Linked DNA regions of Zea mays: region 2 is linked to region 1. A link is a contact called in public Hi-C data. All regions are on one chromosome and are shown on one strand. The core of a region is the stretch at or near the end of the contact, and the rest is flanking DNA. Distances in the headings are between cores, read along the strand shown.

Region 1 (7,122 bases), core at 74-2,573:
GAAGGATGATCTTGTGCTGGAAGGTGACGACCATTGAGCTAGCTTGGATCGGTGACACCCCCCCTACCTGGCGCGCCAGCTGTCGGTGTTTTGGGTCCGACTGCGCACCCGGGGTTGCCCCTTAAGGTGCTTTTTGGAGTAGGCCGGTGTTACCGACTGTAGCTCGATGGTTCGTGCTAATGCACGAGAGGCAGTGGACAGTTTTATACAGGTCCGAGCCGCTTGGAGATGCGTAATACCCTACGTCCTGATGCGAGTACTTTATGTGGTGGGTTACAAGGAGGCTCTCTAGTGTTGGAAACGTAGAGGGCCAGGTGGATGGCTAAGTAGTGATGTCTCTCTTTTTGAAAGGGTGCCCCTAGGCCTTATATACTCGACCGTGGGGTGTTACATGCGGATATGATAACGACATGTGCCTAAGTAATAGTGAACTGACTGAGTCTATCTTCCTATAATTCAGCCGACCCATCCTCGCTCGGTTCTGATGTATGAGGCCCCTGCGCTGGAAGGTCGGGTCACTGTTGTGATCACTGCTCGAATTCATCAGGTCGTCTGGGCTTGCGTCGATCTAGTCTTGTGTCAATCCGCTTCACTAGACGTTCCTCCCTAGGCCCACGAAGTGATGACCTTGCGAATTATTGGGCCCACGGGCCTCTCGTGAGGTCTCTTATCCTTCTGGTGGACCCGGGGATATCCGTCCCCCACAGGCGCTCCCTAGGATACAGATACGGAGGGCGACGTTGCTGAAGTTGGTCTTACTAGCTTCATGTGTCGTGCCTCCTTCCAATTTCCATAGGCCACAACACAGCCAGCAGTTGCCCCTTCTAAACTCCAGCCGACCCATAAGTCCATATTAATTTTTATTGCATTTTAATTGTGTACGATAGTGAATTGAGAAAAAAATAATTAATTATACTATTGAATTGTTGAAAGATGATTGCGTCAGTCATATCAACGTATATCTATAACTCCTCCAAAATCCGATGAGAAAAATATGGATATAAATTTCTGCGCGTGTATGGTCACTAGTAAATATTGATTGTAAAATATAGTTACGAATGGACATTTGCTGATCCGAATTCCATCAATTGCCATGAGAACCTGTGAGGTTCTGGTTGGAATCGATCCGGCCATAAAACCCACGTGGCCTAACCGAACGTAACTTCTATCGTGGGCCGATATTGTCAGGTGCATCCGCGGGGATCGCCGGATCGGGCCACGATCCCGGTTGGGAATGGCCTAAACGAACGAACAAGGCCACTCGGCCCCATCCGGCATCCCCGACCCCCGAGCGTCTTCTTTCGTCTGCTCGCTCTGCGCTCGCATCTACCATGGAGACTAGGGTCTAGGGTTTAGTGCGCCGCTGCCTACATCGCCGCCATCCTCAACTTCCTACGGGATCCTGACGAGGCGCCGTATCATCCTCAACGCCGCGAACCTCCGCTCCCACGTTATCCTCACGCCCACCAGTAGCTCTCGGCCTCTACCTCGTTAAGGTTAGGATCGTTCCACCTCTACCTCTGAGTATTGACTGAGGTTTGGGTACAAGACTCACACCCGGTGCTTGGTCTGTTGATTTGTTTGCTGCATCGGTGTTAGGGTTTGATTTTTGTGGATTTGATCTGTGATTGATTACTGACAGCAGTAGACCGAGTTGCTGGTGCGCGAGAATCGGATAGATGGGGCAGCAAGGGTGCCATTTCTATTTCTAATAGGCATACTTGGATTGGATGTGAAGGTTCTATGGGGGTGTTTGGTTTGCCCCTGCTAAAATTTAGCCCCTATCACATCGAATGTTTGAACCTCCGTTCGGGGTATTAAATGTAGTCGGATTATAAAACTAATTTCTCAGCCGAAGATTAAAAAGTGAGACGAATCTAGTACAGTTGGTTGGGTCTATATTTCATACTCCTATTTGAAAGTCAAACGCTTGATGTGACCCGGGCTAAACTTTAGTCCACAGAACCAAACACCCCCTATATAGCATGCAAAATCCTGTTATTTCCATGGTCACATCACAAGGTTCTTTTTTAAAAAAATTCCACGTGTACAAATCCATTATTGAATGTCTGAATGATACAGAGGAGATACTTGTCCTATCTACGCGTCATGTGAATTCTATTTGGTCTAAAATTCCATCTTTTAGATATGTGACCTTTAGAATTCGAAAACCTATGTGTGTGAATCCATTATTGAATATCTGAATGATACAGAGGAGGTACTTATCCTACCTATGCGTCATGTGAATTTATTTAGTCTAAAAGCCCATCTTTTAGATGTGTGACCTTTAGAATTCGATTTAATCTGAATGATACTGAGGAGGCACTTATCCTATCTACCCATTATTGAAAGCTTTTTAGAATGGGATAGATGATGCCCTTGCATGATGACATCTGTTAGGCACCTCTTTTAGACGTGTAAAAATGATTAAGGGTAGCATTGCCTAGAAAATAGTTGCACAAAAGCATACTTTCGCTATGTATTTTATAGATGTATATCACTACAAGCAGTGGCATAGCTTGGACCTAAACCCAGGAGGGTCTAATCATCGAAGAACAATACTACTCTTTTATTGTTGTTGAGCCAAATGATTGAAACTAATAGAATTCACAGAAGTTCAGGGATGTCCATGATCCCTATTGGCCTGCAGAAGCTCTGCCACTGATTACGGGAACCACATAGTGTAGACCTTTGTTTCTGGTTCCATCTAGTGACATTTTATAGCTAGCTCGTCAAAATAGGTTCATAGTGTTTTCCCTTTCAAGAGAAGAATCATTCTTTTGCTGGTTGTTAAGCCATTATGAAGTAATACAAGTCACGCTTCACAGCTATCTAGTGCTTACTAATGATATAAGGGAAAAATATTCATACATGTGCTGTTCTTAACTTGACCAAATTATTAGCTACTAGCTGTAATTCACTAACTAACCTGTCACAATAATCTTGAGTGGGTAGTACGCGAATTTAGTTAGTTGCAGTGGTGTGTACCCTGAAAATTCAGGACTGTGGGCTTGTTGCTGTTTTTAGTCTCTTGATGATGCCTTAATTTGAAGTCACCAGGTCCTTTAACCGGCACCTGGAGCGTGAAGGACCACTCCTGCTGCTTCAGATTGACTGCTTGAGGATGGGCATGAGGAACGAACTCACTTCCTTGTTCTCAAGCAGCAGCAGCCAGGAGTTCATCCTCAATCTTGACTCAAGCTTGGCTGCTTGCTTTGTTTGCCAAAATTTCACGGGCGGTCCTTGAACTTGGCAGGGGCCGATTCTTTGGTCCGGGGAGATATTATTTTATTCACTATAATGTGCTAGGCAGGGCCGCAGGGGTGGAGTGGTGCTTAGCGCTGATAGCAACTAAACAGGTTACATGGCAGGTAATTGCTAGGCAGGAGGTAGGTGAGGTAGCAGCTAGCTATTGGCCTTCCATAATATTGGTTGACTGGTCTTTTTTCTGATGTTGTTCTTTTGCTGCATTTATTAGCTGCCATCATTTTTTTTGTGCTGTGCATATCAAGTGTTTTTATTAGTTGCCAACACTAGCCTGATAGCTTTAGCCTAGGAAACATTTTTACTGAGTTTATATTTGGAATTATATTGTACAAGCTGTTTGAATAAATGAATATACTTTGTAATATGTAGTGCGTTTTAAGTTCAATCTTTTTCCTTTCTGTGTGTGCTTATGCTGTCATTGTAGAGTGACTGCCACCTGTTTGTAACTTGCTGCCTTATCAAGAAGTTTTTGTCAATGAAGTATTTATGTTTTTTTTGCCATTTCCTGAATCGTTGACATGCATTTTTTTGTTGGGTTTCTGTTTCTTTTCTTTTCAGCACATAGCGCATATGCAGCATTTAGGCTTATTCATTTATTTGTGCAGGCTTGATATTTGACTGGGACACTGGGCAAATTTTAACAAGTTTCAGCAATGGGGTTTGATAATGAATGCATCTTGAGTATTCAATCCCTTCCTGGTGAATATTTCTGCCCTGTTTGCCGGACACTTGTATATCCGAATGAGGCCCTACAAACTCAATGCACACATCTCTACTGCAAATCCTGCTTGGCATATGTAGTGGCAACCACACAAGCTTGTCCTTATGATGGATACCTTGTAACAGAAGCTGATTCCAAGGTATGCATATCCAATGAGTTTTGTAGTGAAGTAATGGCACTCGTCTTACTACATATTTTGCAATCTACAGCCTCTTGTGGAATCAAATAAAACCCTTGCTGAGACTATTGGCAAAGTCGCGGTCTATTGCCTGTATAATAAGAGTGGATGCCAATGGCATGGAGAGCTATCTGCCTGTGTCACACATGGTACTGCTTGTGCATATGGGAACTCTCCTGTTGTTTGCAATCGTTGTGGGACACAAATTGTGCATCGTCAAGTGCAAGAACATGCTCAAGTCTGCCATGTATGTCCATACCTTCAGTAACTTCTTATGGATGTCTAGAACTATGCTGTAAGTGACGATTTCTTTTTACCTTTTTTTGTTATTTGCAGGGCTTACAATCTCAAACACAACAAGCTGATGGTAGTCAGGTGCAGCTGGCAACGGCAACAACTCAGCCAGTCATCCAAGATTCATCACTTGCCTCAGCTGGATCTGCTGCAGCTGCAGCTACAACCCTAACAAAGCCATCTTCAACTACAGCCACAGCTGTAACAGATTCTGCAGCAGCAACAGGAGGGGCAGCTGGTGCAACCACAGCAGCTGTGCCTTCTTCAGCTTCATCTATTTCTGCTTCCCAAACTCCAACAGCTGAGCAGTGGTACCAGCAGCAGCAGCAGCTCCAATACTCGCAATACTACCAGCAGCAGCACCCTGGATCCAACCCTTACATGCAGCAACATCAACAATATGACCAATACCAGCAGGCATATCAGCAATACATGCAACCTCCAATGCAAGTACCATCCCAAAATGTGGTGCAAGGATCTGCACAACCTGCTTCTTATGTTCAGCCTCAAGTTCAGTCCTCCCAGGTGATGATGCAAGCCCAAAGTCAGCCCCAGGTCCATCCATTGACGAGTCAGCCACAGCTTCAACAGCATCCAGTTCAACCCCGACCCCAAAGTCACCCTCATATTTCCCATGTTCAAGCACCTTCAGGTCAGTCGCAGCTTCATCAACCAATTCAGTCAGCCCAAGTTCCACAGGTCCAACCAAGTCAAGTTCCTCTCCAACCATCTGGTCTCCAAGTACAATCTGCAGCACATCCATCTGCTCCTACTCAAGTTGGTAATCAGCAATTTGCGACTCAAGCAATGGCGTATCAGGTCCAGCCACATGTACAAGCTCAACCTCCGCAGCAGCAACATATTGTTGCACATCAACAACATCCACATATGCAAGCTTTACCCCTACAGCAAAATATTCAACCTAAGATGCAGCTAAACTCTCAAGTTCAGCTACAGCCTCCACATGTCCAGCAGCAAGCTTACCCACAATCTCAGGTCTATCCTCAACAGACACATCATATGCACTCCCAGAATACTACATATGCACAGCAGCAAACCCAAGGTGCTTTGATGCAACCTGTACATGTGTCCCACCAACAAACACATGTTTCTCATCATCCTGCACCGATGCGTCCTCCATCGTCAGGCCATCAGCCAGCTTTGCAGCATCCTCAGGCCCAGGGAATTCAACATACATCACAACATGAAAAACATATTGGGTTTCATGCTCAGTGGCCAACAATGTATTCCAACATTCCTTCCCAAGCACCACCACAGGGATTGTCTGTGCACTCATCTGTTTCCTCACAATCAGTTCAATCATACCAGCAAGGAATGTCTTCATCACAACAGATGCATTCCCAACCTGGTCAGCCATATACACAACAGCATGTTACTGGCAATACTGGACAACATGTTCAAACTTCTGCTGGCAGACCTATGGCCCATCTTGCACCAACACAGCAATTTCAGCAGCAACATCCAGCAATGCTTAGAACTGAGTCACCTGCTGCTGGGCACTCTATTGGGCAGGGTCCTTTAGATCTTGAAAAACATACTTCAAAATCAGGGAAGTTGGATAATGCAACTATTGCTGCTGTCGGTGAAAATAAAAATAGTGGTCCTGAGTCAGTTGTCATGAGACCTACAAAGTCACAATTGGGTGATGAAAACATGAACAGCGAACACAATGGTTTTGTTGGTGTTAGAAAAGATGCAGTGCAAACTGGCATTGTATCACACAATTTAGATGGTTCAATTAGGAGGGATGGGAATACTGACCAGGCAGGCAATTCACATGGCCCACTTGTGCAGGGAGGCAAAGATCACAAGGCTTCAGATGCATCTACTGATCATGAGAAAGGACGACTGTTTCAACAGGCATCACTGCAAAATGCAGGGGCACCGGGCTCTTATGTGCCCCCAGGTGTGGTACCACATCCATCTGGACCAGATAAAATGCTTCCTCAGCATATGACGAATCATGGTCATATGCATGGTTTCTCTGAAAATATCCGTCCTCCGCTGCAACAACCATATGGTGTGTTTCATTCTGGAACGATAACAAGGCCATTTGGAGAGAACCAGATTCAGATGCCAATGCCACAGCCTGGGGGTATCAGACCTGGTGATGGTATGATTCGTCCTTGTTTGGTTGGCCCATTACCTGGACATCATGGTGCAGTGTTGCCTTCTTTTGATCTTGAACGTTTGGGTCAGCCACGTCCTCTTGGTAATACTCTAGGTCATAGGCCAATACTTCTTCTGTTGTTGCAAGTATGCTGATCTAACTTCCATTTATTCAGGAATGTTGAACAGCAATGACTTTGGTGGTGAGGGGTTCAACGCTTCAGGGGGTGCAGCGTATCCTGAAAGACATGATAATACCGAAGACAGTCGGAAACATTTTCCAGCACCAGCCCCTCTAGATGATCAGGGCTTGCGAAGGGACCCTAGACATTTTGAGAGAGCTTTAGGTAGACCTGATGGTTTCCTTGATTCAGTACCTGGAAGGCCTCCATTTGCAAACCACAGAAGTGCAGGTTTGCATGAGGATTTTCCAAGAAAGCAAAATGCAACTGCCAGTCACCCTGACTTCCTGTCACATGGAGCAGAATTTGATCATCACAGGGCTATTGGAATGCCTAATTTCAGAAATCCA
Region 2 (6,916 bases), core at 3,171-5,670, 200 kb before region 1:
CTAAGTCATGTGCACCCCCCTCTGCTCTACTCTAGCTTCGCCACTTATCGGAAGCATCTTTGTTCTGTCAAAGTGGAAAAAGAGAATGTTCTAGTTAGTATGTTAAATGATGGCAGGTGAATTAATATATCGTGAAGTAGTCTAAGATACTTAGATACAGTTCTTAGTTGTTCTTCATATTTCAATATGCTTTACAAATGTTATTGTTATAAATGGCATGATACTGTTACAGTGGTACTGCATAACATTACTTCGACTATTGTAAGTTTATTTTTTATACAAAAAGAAAGAATTGCAGTGATTGTTTTGTACTGATCACGAAGTTCAAGTTTTAGTAAATTTGTGCACCCTCTTTCCCTCCCAAAAATCAACTTTACCTTCTGCTAGAATCTAGGACCTTCGGCACAGAATTAGTTGGGTACAACATTACTGTATGGCTTATGTTACACTAATCATATTTATGTATGTATTGAGATGCACTTTCACAAGCACATGGAGGTTTGAACTTGATCTGGGAAAACATAATTTAGCATATTAGTACCAATTTTATTTAGTAGATTATTTCTGGACTGCAAGAATGTGTTCCAACTTTTTTTTCTTCCATCCCTTTTTGCAGTGTGCTGCACTGCCGGAGTATCAGGGGAAAACGCTGAAATCATGGAAATCACCTTATTGCATGATGAATCTGATGCAGGAAGCACCAGTTTGCTACCGCCATTGTTGTCATATGGTCCAAGATCAATGGTAATTAACCTTTATTTTCCTTTCAGAAAGTTCCTGGGAACACCAGCATAGTTGCATCGCTAAAGTTTCAAAAATGGAAGAAGAATGGAAAAAGAAAACACAAACCAGCTTTGACACAACACCATGATAGTAGTAGTAGTACTAAATTATTATTATTATTATTATTCGACGTCGTCCAACCAAAAAGCCCAGTTCTTGAACTTCGTACTGATTCTAGCTAATACCACAGCAGCTATGGTTAGATTTTCTAACAACTTCCCTCGATCAAATCATTTTGGATTCAGTTCTCTTAGATTTTCTTTTTACTCCCTCCATCCCAAATTGTAAGTCATTTTGGTTGTTTTAGATACATAAAATTTTGGTATGTATCTAGATATACACTATATGCATAGCAAAATCTATGCATATAGAAAAAGCCAAAACAAATTACAATTTGGAACGAAGGGAGTATTTAATAAGCTCTATCATGAAAAGCTTCAGTTGTTTTTTAGAATTTTCTTTGCTAGTAAAGAAAAGTTAAACTCAGAAAACCACATTTAATTTTGAAATGTGCTGGTTTACAAAGCTTACATTTGGAAATAACAAAGGCGTTAGGATGAGGTAGGACAAAGCCAATTACAGTATTTTACTTCTAAAACTCGCAATACTCTAACAAGCACTGAGATTTGTTAAACCAGTATTTGTGATTGCAAATTATAAAACTATGCTCTGATAACTAATCATGCAAGTCAAATAGTTGGATAATAATGGTCTGAGTTTTCATGATGCAGCTGCTAGTGCTCTCGATTATCAAGCTGTGAGTGTTCTACTTAGAAACAATAGTGTATCAGTAGAAGTGAATGGGATGATCTTTCTAAGCATCAATGCATCATCATGTAATTTCCTACAGTACTGCATCTTTGTTTCGATGTGTTTTGAGATGTTATGCAGTATTGAATACTCAACCTATTACAAAAATAATTTTCAGGTTCCAATACAAGTACCATCGTCATCAGACCTTGAGAGTATCCTGTCACCAGATCCAGTCTGCAGTGATCTTCAGTTGAAAGAGATAAACTACAATGCTGCAGGTAACACGGCTTAGCTTCCAAGTTTTCTGTGGCAACTTGACTTCAGGTGTCTATAAATTTACATTCCTGTATTGGATGTCTTGGCTGCTGACATTTGTACTTTTTATCAGTTTGTGTTTTTTTAGTTCATCCAATTATTGGCCATCTATCTGATATTTGGTTGCTGAAGGCCCTGATAATTCTTCATTGACTTTTCTTTTCATTATCTGTCAATTGCAGCAATGGATGAAAGCACTGAGCTCCTTCACTTGATTCTTGGTGGCAATGATGAAGGATACAATACCACAACTGAATTACAAGTTTGGGATGTTCTGGACTTCTATGTCTCAGAAAACTTCTCGGCTCTCCAATTTGATAGTTTGATGGGTTTTACAAATGAAGTTAGTACTTCCTACAATGATTGTATGAATTTAGTTGACATGGTAGAGTGGCCCGTGGCTCGTCTGTCTCTAGATGATACACCAAAACTCAGTAACAGTGATGATGCGGTTCTGGCAGACAATGTCACAACGGACCCTGATGAAACATCCTTATACCTTCGTACAAAACCAACAGATTCAGAAACTGAAAGTAGCTCTGACGCAGGAGATGTTGAAACTGAATATCTAGATCAAAAGCTACTTTCTAGATGTCTGCCTGATTTAATGGATGTTGACTCGCCCAACCACTTACTGAAAACACCAGTGAGAACAAAACATGTGACTCTTGTGCTTGATTTGGACGGTAAGCAGTACTAACTTCACATGGAATATTACTTTTGAATGTTTCTTTTAAATTCCTGGTACTTTTCAGTATATGTTCACTAGCTACTGGCATGTTATTATTATGTTTTAGTTAATATTTTATGTTATTTGCATGTCATGATCAGGAATGTGAAATTCAGTTGTAATATAAACATTTTTACTCCAGTATTCTTTGTATGATAGTCTAACGGTTTCTCATATGCAGAGACTCTTGTACATTCAACATTGGATCAGTGCGACAGTGCTGATTTTACCCTAGAAGTTTTCTTCAATATGAAAAATCACACAGTGTATGTGAAGAAAAGGCCTTACCTGAAAGTGTTTCTTGAGAAGGTTGCTCAGATGTTTGAGCTTGTCATTTTCACAGCTAGTCAGAGAATCTATGCTGAGCAACTTATAGATAAACTTGATCCTGATGGAAAATATATCTCACGGCGTATTTATCGTGAATCTTGTATATTCTCTGACGGTTGCTATACAAAGGATCTGACAATCTTGGGGATCGACTTGGCGAAAGTTGCAATAGTTGACAATACTCCACAGGTAGAATCCCTTTCCAATGTATACAAAGTTTGTGCTTTATCGATTATCTGTTCTGGCAGATGCATTTCCCTTGTTACTTCTATCTTGATCTCTGGTAAGTCTAGTCTAGCACTATATGCTGTGATATATTGGTCTCCTGGCATGTATCTATTTCCTTCTGAGCTAGAGGTGGCAAGAACTAAACTATCTTTTCATCAGAGCCTTTTTGCTATATGAAATATTTACATACTATATATGTATTCATTATTTTTTGTTAATTAATGAAGCATTTCTTTGTCCAGGTTTTCCAGTTGCAAGTGGATAACGGCATACCAATTAAGAGCTGGTTTGATGACCCCGCAGACCAGGAATTAATCGAGTTACTCCCGTTCCTGGAGAGCCTCGTGGACTCAGATGACGTGAGGCCAATAATTTCGAAGGCCTTCCATGACAAACCTGAGTAGAAATAGTCCTGGAGAGCTGGAGAGGTTCACTGGAATTAATCCAGTGAACCTCTCGCTGAAGTTAGCTTCGCTCCACACGGTGCAGGCCATTCTTGGGAAGTTAGGTATAGGATCAAGATTCACCATTTATGTTATGTTAGCTGTTACAAATAGCAAGCATAAACTGCGGTCGTCGATGAAAATGGCTTGTGTGTGTATGTCCCTTCGGTGTTCCGTGTCACAGATCATTGTACAGAGACGAACAATAGTGCTGAATAAAGTGATCTGAGTGCAATTTTGCTCATGAGGACGGCTCGAGCAGGAAGCCGTGCTTCTGTTCATAATAACGTGAATTATGTTAGGACGTATGCACTAACCAGTTTAATTTAATAGAAAAAGTTAGCCAATCCATTTATACACTCCAACATTAGTCAATCCATTTGTACACTTCAACATTAGTCAATTCATTTATACACTCCAACATTAGTCAATCCATTTATAGAAAGACGTAAACATGGAAATAAAATGGTGGAACCATAAATAAAGTTACTGATAGGATTCAAATTTGAGACCTCTGTCTTTGATACCATGTTAGTGTGGACACACTAACTAGTTCAAACCAAAAGTGTAAGCTGATGCTAAAAGGTAATCAATCCACTTATACACTTCAACAAATTCCAGTCAAAACTCGTCGCTTTATTTGTTTTGAAGGAATCTAGTGGAGTTAGGATAATGTTTAGCCGGGTTTGATGTAATTTTTTTGGGTTATTTTCTCCCTTTACTAAAATCAGCTATCAATCCTGTTTAGAGTTTTGTGTTTTTGATGTTTTGCCCCTTGGGCTTATATGTATTCTTGCCCTATAGGCTATTAACTTATTCACTCCTTCAATATGTTGTAGAGCTAGTGTTTTCTTTTCTCTCCCCCTCCCCTCTCCTCCCATGTGACGTCGCCTGCAGGCTGCAGCGGTCGGTGCCGGCCAGCCATCCCCGGCGAGATCCCCCCCTCTCCCTCTCCCATCACCCCCGCCGCCAACGTCTGGTCGCACGGACCATAGGCCGCCAATGCCCACGTCGGATTGCTCGGGGTCCTACCATAGGTCCGGATCGTGGCTCCCCCTCCTGTCCCTACTATGCCACCACGCACGGGAGCATGGGAGGGCGCCTCGGTGTCGCCCCTGCCACCGTCTACGACCTCACACCACCACTGCCCTCCACATGGCTGCCCATTGCTGCCGCCGCGGGCACGGGCGCGAAGCTACTGGGAGTGGGGGTTCTTGCTGCCTTGGTTGTTGGCTTTAGCTACGGGTGCTCCGGTGGTGCCCATCGCGCCCACGCTATCTTTGTCGTTGCCGTCCTTCACGGTCTCAGCTCTCCTAAAGCACCTATTGAGCTCGTAGTTGGGGTGTCAGTCTCTCTCGGGTTTCCTCCACCCATCGGTTTCACGAGACTGTATTGAAAGTGAAATGTGCCTTGGGCCATTTCTAAGTATTTTGGTGATTTAGTTTCAAACACAAGTGCTTAAGTGTAAAATGGTGGACAAAGTACAAACCAAGGATAAAGGTATGTTTCTCAGACTTAGTACATTGTTTTATGGACTAATGTATTGTATCTAAGTGCTGGAAACAGGAAAAATCTAATTGGAAATATCTTGGCTCGAGCAGCCAAGAATCTGCTCAGTCTGGGAGCACCGGACTGTCCGGTGGTGCACCGGACAGTGTCCGGTGCGCCAGGCTGGTTCGAGCGAAGTGGCCGCTCTCGGGAATTCACCGGCGACGTACGGCTATAATTCACCGGACTGTCCGGTGTACACCGGACTGTCCGGTGAGCCAACGGTCGGCCGCGCGATCTGCGCGGGACACGTGGCCAAGCCAACGGCTAGAAGGGGGCACCGGACTGTCCGGTGCGCCAACGGCTCCAAGTCTGCCAACGGTCGGTTTCGCCATGTAAGGAAAGAAATCAGGCACCCGACAGTGTCCGGTGTGCACCGGACTGTCCGGTGCGCCAGACGACAGAAGGCAAGAATTGCCTTCCCAGATTGCTCTCAACGGCTCCTAGCTGCCTTGGGGCTATAAAAGAGACCCCTAGGCGCATGGAGGAGAATACCAAGCATACCTTGAGCACTCTTGATCACTCACACTCTATTCTTGCGCACTTGTTCGACATTCTAGTGATTTGAGCTCCGTTCTAGTGTGCTAGTCTCTTGAGCTCAAGTCTGGGTCTTGTGTGTGCGTATTTGCTGTGATCTTTGTGTCTTGTGTGAGTTGCTAATCCCCCCCTTACTCCGTGCTTCTCTGTGAACTTCAAGTGTAAGGGCGAGAGACTCCTAGTTGTGGAGATTCCTCGCAAACGGGATTAAGAAAAGCAAAGCAAAACACCGTGGTATTCAAGTGGGTCTTTGGACCGCTTGAAAGGGATTGATTGCAATCCTCGTCCGTTGGGACGCCACAACGTGGAGTAGGCAAGCGTTGGTCTTGGCCGAACCACGGGATAACCACCGTGCCATCTCTGTGATTGATATCTTTGTGGTTATTGTGTTTTGTTGAGACTCCTCTCTAGCCACTTGGTGATTATTGTGCTAACACTTAACCAAGTTTTGTGGCTTAAGTTTTAAGTATTACAGGATCACCTATTCACCCCCCCCCCCTCTAGGTGCTCTCAATTGGTATCAGAGCCGTTTTCTTCAAGAAGGGACTAATCGCCCGAAGAGATGGATCCTAAGGGAAAGGGGATGGTGGTCAACAACAACGAGAAGGAGTCTATCTTCAACGAGCCGAAGGATGACAAGCCTACCGACTCGGGCTCGGGCCACAAGCGCAAAGACGGGAAGAAGAAGAAGACAAGGCGCATCAAGGAAATCATCTACTACGACAGCGACGAATCTTCTTCTTCCCAAAAGGACGACGACGACTACGAGAAAAAGAAAACGGTCAATTCGAACTTTTCTTTTGATTACTCTCGTATTCCTCAAAGTACAAATGCTCATTTATTATCCATTCCACTTGGTAAACCTCCTCATTTTGATGGAGAGGACTACGGATTTTGGAGTCACAAAATGCGTAGTCACTTGTTCTCTCTCCATCCTAGTATATGGGAGATTGTAGAGAGTGGAATGCACTTTGATAGTACGGATAGTCCCATGTTCATTAATGAGCAAATTCATAAAAATGCACAAGCTACTACTGTTCTTCTAGCTTCATTGTGCAGGGATGAATACCACAAAGTGAGCGGCTTGGATAACGCCAAGCAAATTTGGAACACCCTCAAGATCTCTCTGAGGGGAATGACGTCACAATGCTCACCAAGATGGAGTTGGTGGAGGGCGAACTCGGGAGATTCGCTATGATAAGGGGAGAAGAGCCAACCCAAACGTACAACCGGCTCAAGACCCTTGTCA

What was found. Hi-C and Micro-C count contacts between places; a contact is called where the count stands out from the background.
Region 2: a Hi-C map of leaf shows a contact between it and region 1, with 8 times the contacts expected there. The contact joins the promoter of LOC100193913 here to the promoter of LOC100384168 in region 1. A contact is called at or near these places in 7 of 25 Hi-C or Micro-C datasets (bundle sheath, ear and leaf) and 2 of 3 datasets of contacts at active chromatin or transcription factors (leaf and seedling).

What each region holds. Positions count from the first base shown.
Region 1 is chr3:222,133,236-222,140,357 of Zm-B73-REFERENCE-NAM-5.0, reverse strand. LOC100384168 reads left to right here and starts at 1,323. Exons shown (of 10, transcript NM_001362246.1): 1 at 1,323-1,496; 2 at 3,873-4,127; 3 at 4,198-4,413; 4 at 4,503-6,693; 5 at 6,767-7,122. The coding sequence starts at 3,921.
Region 2 is chr3:222,332,467-222,339,382 of Zm-B73-REFERENCE-NAM-5.0, reverse strand. LOC100193913 reads left to right here and starts at 4,420. Exons shown (of 1, transcript NM_001363817.1): 1 at 4,420-5,156. The coding sequence starts at 4,673. The coding sequence ends at 4,978. LOC100283041 (CTD-phosphatase-like protein) reads left to right here. Exons shown (of 7, transcript NM_001412291.1): 3 at 617-744; 4 at 1,712-1,814; 5 at 2,034-2,537; 6 at 2,763-3,100; 7 at 3,382-3,853. The coding sequence starts at 658. The coding sequence ends at 3,543.